2 separate regions of the Zea mays genome follow, and region 1 is linked to region 2. A link is a contact called in public Hi-C data. All regions are on one chromosome and are shown on one strand. Each heading gives the region's core, a stretch centred on a gene start, on an enhancer-like site or on the middle of the called end of the contact. The rest is flanking DNA. Distances are from core to core; before and after follow the strand shown. Region 1 holds the start of LOC103635650. Region 2 holds the start of LOC103635648 (PHD finger protein ALFIN-LIKE 5).

Region 1 (2,721 bases), core at 138-2,637, 160 kb before region 2:
CAAACACCACTGGCAGGAGGCGCTCGCGTTGGCGTCGCTCATCGACGATGAGAAGAAGCTTGGCGACTGCCAGTTCGACCTCTGGAAGCAGTCCTACTTGGCCGCTCGCTATGTTCGGCAAGCTTCGGTGCAGCCGTCGCTTGGACGCAGTCCAGAGCGGCTACACTACTGTCCATATTCAAACGGGGGATCTCATAGTCGTCGCCAACGCCGGCGACTCTCGGGTTGTTCTGGGCACCGCATCCGACGACGGCGCCGTCACGCCATCTAGCTCATCATCCACCTGAAGCTCAACCGGCCACGTAAGTTGCTACTGACCGGCCATGAATTCTTGTGCGCTGGGACGACGGCTGTTGTTGATGTTGTGTGAGTGTCCTCGAACAAGATGTATGTAGACGAGTAGCACATCCGGAGGTGCAACGGCTAGGTGTACTACCTCGCTGATGAGCCCGGGGTGCACTTCGTTTAGCAGCCCAGCCAAAAGTCATCGGTACTTGCCATGTCGCGCGCGTTTGACGACTACTATATCAAAGACTGTGGCGTCATCTTAGCGACAGAGGTGACGCAGAGGAGGACCGACAACAATGACCACTTGCCATCGCCGAGGTAGCTTTTGTGCTGGTCTGCCTTTAATTCTCTTCGCAAACGCACACACTTGCCTTTTTGTTTAAACAAACATGTATGGTGGTGCATGCCTGATGACTGACGATGTATGAGGGAACTTCTACCGGTAGGTGTGGCACGTGCTCTCCAATGATGAGACCATGCAAATCATGATATATATCGAAGTCTGTATGATACTGATGGTTGCAATGTAGTAGTGGAACAGTTAAATTAAAATAACAAAATTTATGTATGGCTAGGATCACAAATGAATTATGAAATATTTTCTTATAACAATATAAGACACATTATATATAAAAGTTATTATGGTATTATATGTTTCCGTTGTAACGCACGGAGCACTCATCTAGTAGAAAAGAAAAGGAATAGATATCACTGTAAATAGATCACGGATAAAAACGTCAAACCAAACAGGCTCTAAGTGTACAACAGATGACATGTATTTACAAAAACTAAAACATCTTACAATTCGGTAGAGAGGGGTAAAGCTAAAGATAATGTTTTACCAGATGAAAATACTGGTCACGGCCTCACGGGGATGAAAATACGTAGAGGTCCTAGCTGAAGCGGCTGTTACTGTCATAGTTTAGCTAATGCGTTAGTGTTTTTCCCCAACAATTTGCATGGATTTTTACCAGAATCGTTTTACAGACTCACATAGCTTAGCTAATACTCAAACATTCTTTCTGCTTGCACTGCTCTTTTGACGACAACTTGCGCTAAAGTGGATTAGGTTGTTTCGCGCAACGAAACTTCAGACGCGTCATCGGTCGCTCCGGATCCCACCGTGGCCCACCAGCAGCGACACAACGCCGCCGAAAAGGACCATTCACCGGCAGCAATGCCATGCGGAGCCTTCGATGCGAACCAGCCGCGTCCGACCCGTCGCCACGGGCTACTACTACTACAAAAGCCAAGGCCAAACAGGCACGGCAAGTCGGCAACCACCGCACCACCAGCGCCAGGCCGCCAAGCGCCAGCACCACCGCGCCGCGCCCAAGCAGGCAAGCACCACTGACCCACCAGGCCACCACCCCACCGCTTCGAGCCGAGGGAGAAGGCGGCGCGGGGCGGCGCGCTCAGGTCGGAGATGAGGGGCGGATCCAGACGGGCCTCGGTCGCCCTGTTTCTCCTCGCTGCGTCCGGGATCTGTGCCCAGTTCACCGCAGGTTCGCGCTCTCGATATGCTTTGGTCGTTGGATTCGGGGCTGTTGCGGGAGAGGGTCACAGCGAGATGTAGTTGAAGGTCGAAAGCGGGGCGGGGATTAGGGAATCGTTACCACGATTATTTTTCTTGAATATATTCCGATTCCCTGCTGTGTTTTGTGAGTCTAATTGAATTGTGGACGGCACTCTCGTTGACAATCATTGGGTGTGGGTGGTTAGGACTTAGGAGGGATGAGTTTGCCGTCTCCGGTGGGACTTTGTTAAGTTATATATATGACGAGCAGGTTATATGCTGAAGTTTGGGAAATTGGAGCCTTGTTCGTGGCGTGAGCACTGATTTCAGCATTCGTACCCGCTAATATCCTTACAATAGTCGGTTGGATCGAACCATTGGGAAAATGAAATTCTTTTGGGATTCAAAATGTAGAAAGGATAATACTTTGCACTAAAACGTCACTCCTTAGATCCAACTTTGTCTTTCTGCTGCAGCATGTTTCTGACCCTGAATAAAATTGAGGCGCTTCTCGACGTTACTGAGTTATTTCTTGTAGTTCAGACAGTTGTGTGGCGGGATAGTCTAGTAGTAGTAGAAGATGTATCATTTACCTGTTAAAAGGCTAAGTCCATGCCTTGCCTTATAGGATTGCAGGATCACCCAATCACCATTTGTACTACTAGGTGCAGTGAGGCTGGTCATTCTTTTGTCTTAGGAGCTATATCACACTGGCTATGTATTGTCTCGTTTTGACTTCCTTTAAGCATATGCCATTGTCATATTTCACCCATGCTAGATTTCACTTATGTCAACTACTCAGCTTACAGATATTCTAATCTAGAGGTTGTAGAGCCGCATCGTTGGTCCTTCTTTCAGATAAAGTTATGAAAGTTAAATGTAGAGGCCTCCCTTAACACAATGAAAATCATTTTGGC
Region 2 (2,700 bases), core at 14-2,513:
TAACCAATCCTTCTCATTCATGCCATCCCTAGCAAAGTTTATACCCAAAGCTGGTTCAGGGATCTCTGGAGGAACTTCCTCTGCTGGCAAAGTTACTTCCCATGTTTCGTTGGGGTAGCCATAAAGGCACAAGTTTTCCTTTTCTGTAAAAAAACGAATTAGTAGATACAAAGGACCGATGTTTTGTATTACTTGTAATTTACTCAGTGCAAGTGCTAGGCTTAAAAAGAAAAGGCTAGATGGATGCGCTAAAATACAAGATAGATGAAGCAATCAGACTCCTAAACTAATTCTATGGCACAATTGGCACAAAAAATTGGTTCACTGGCTTCACTAAAACAAAGAAGTAACTAACTCTAAGATATGTCATGAGTCATAACTCATGATCCTATGTTGCATTGCATTTATGGAATATGGTAGAAACAAAAAAAATCAACAAAGATACAACAACCTTGGCTACTTTTGAGTATAGAATCCCAGCACCCAAACCTGGAACTTCCCATAAATTCCTACATTTTCCAGTGCAGTATCAACGGCAAACATGAGTCAAAAGTCAAGCTAAACAATGCATGAACAATAAAATCCTCACGAATTCGAGGATTCCATCCAACCTTTTGCACAACCTACAATTGCAATCGCTCACCCGTCACCACACTCCAAACCATTAACATCGTCAACTGAAACCACAGGAGACCAGTACTAGGTTCCCATTTCCAGTACAGATAGTGTAAAATTTAGCTTCGGGACACCAAGCAGGGCGACCGAACGCCCTAACCCTAGCAACCAAACCAAGTCACTGACAGCGGCCCACAACCCTACGACAGATGATCGAGCGGACTCACCGGGGTCACACAGCTGGTAGAACTTCTCCACATCTGCGCAAACCATCAAACCAAGCAACACGTTAGAACCGGCGAAGCCGCCAGATAGGCAGGCGAAATCCGGAACAAAGGAGCGAGCGACGGTAGCATACCGTTGGTGAGGGCCTTGATCATGCCCGCGCGGCGGCCGCGGAAGTCGCGGAAAACCTCCTCCGCGGTACGGACGGAGTAGTGTGCGCCGGCGCCGGGGTCCATTTAGGGTTCCGGCAAGGAGGCAGCGACGGCGGAGACCAAGGGAGGAGGTGACTCGGAGGCAAGGGTGGGAGGAGACAGGACAAAGGGCCGCAGACCAAGGAGGGGTGAGGTTTTATTTTGAGAGAAAGTTGTGGTCATTTCCGGGGAGATTTTGTATTTTACTTCTATTTCACGGAATGAAGTGGGCGTTTCATAAAAGAACAGGATAAAGTAGAAAATAACAACAACAGAACACAAAACGTTTGCAAACAATTACTACTTTTTTATTTTCATTAAAAACTACTTTCTGAATCTTAAATAAGTACATATTTTATCCTATGAGGAATCAATTTTTTATTAATTTCGATCAAATATATTAAGAACATTAATATTTATAATAAATTAGTATTATTAAATTAAAATTAAAATATATTTTTATTATGAAATTATTTGGATACATTTTTATAGTAAAACTTAAAAATATTCAATTAATTAAAACTCGATATATGTATTTATTTTCGAAGAGACAATATATGTGCAAAGGATATTATTAGGGGGAAAGTCATAGCCAAAACGCATTAAGGATTCCAATGAGAAAAGTAAAATAGTGATCACCACTTCCAAGACACCATGTTATGGGAACCTCTCTTAGCATCAACCAAGGTAAAGGTTTGTACAGAAAGTCTTCAGATGAGTTACTAATAGACATAGGGCCCATAACCATAATACCCTATTCTAGAGGTGATATTGAGAATGTTAGGCTACTTCTAACTTACACAAATATCATCCTAAATATATTTTTTCTTAATAGAGCTGTGAAGGTAAATATTTTTTCTTCATTATTTTGATGAAATAAGGATTATTCGTCATGTTATTTTTTCCTCATCTTATTTCTGCTCTATTGTCTCAACACGCTTTTGCTTTTTTGTTCTTTCTTCTGTTAAAATTATAACTGTTGTGCAAACATTGATTAGATTTTACTGTGAAGTGCTGCACATATAAGTGTGGTAAGCTCTTTTCTGTATGGCATTACTTGGATATTTGTTTGGGATTATAATATGTTCAGATTATATATCCAATAAATTTTGAAATAAATGTTAGTTTAAAATTTGTTGTATTATATAATTTGGACATATTACAACCAAACAAACACCCCATTAGTGTACAAATGAAAATAAAATCCAAAACGATTATAGAATTTTCAATTTTCACACTAAGCAAGTTATTGTCTTTACTATATCAGCACGAGATATTAAACTACATAATCATTATGTACTAACATTTAATCGAATAATTTGGATGGACTAATATTGTACTAGTATAAAATAAATTTGAGATCAACATAACCATAAAATCGATGTATCAAACGTCGTTTGTAGCTAATTATTTAACTAACCTCACGAGCCATGTGACAAATAGTGATCACGAAGTACTTCCTCCGTTTTTTTATTTCTCGCGGTTCGGTTCGAAAATAAACTAGCGGACAATAAATATTCATTATTTCTCTTTCTTAGGGTTTAGTTCGAAAATAAATTAAATATTTAAATAACAAGGTTGAGGGCATTTTTTTTGTTTGTACGGCCGTACCCTCGTAACACAGAAACTGAAGAGGAAAAAAATCTAAACCGTAGAAAAACTGTAAGCT

Evidence for each region. Hi-C and Micro-C count contacts between places; a contact is called where the count stands out from the background.
Region 1: a Hi-C map of leaf shows a contact between it and region 2, with 10 times the contacts expected there. The contact joins the promoter of LOC103635650 here to the promoter of LOC103635648 in region 2. A contact is called at or near these places in 6 of 25 Hi-C or Micro-C datasets (ear, leaf and tassel).

The regions. Positions count from the first base shown.
Region 1 is chr8:105,733,694-105,736,414 of Zm-B73-REFERENCE-NAM-5.0, reverse strand. It overlaps LOC103635650, which reads left to right and starts at 1,387. Exons shown (of 3, transcript XM_008658056.3): 1 at 1,387-1,793. The coding sequence starts at 1,715.
Region 2 is chr8:105,574,453-105,577,152 of Zm-B73-REFERENCE-NAM-5.0, reverse strand. It overlaps LOC103635648 (PHD finger protein ALFIN-LIKE 5), which reads right to left and starts at 1,263. Exons shown (of 5, transcript XM_008658054.3): 1 at 974-1,263; 2 at 843-875; 3 at 1-143. The coding sequence starts at 1,076.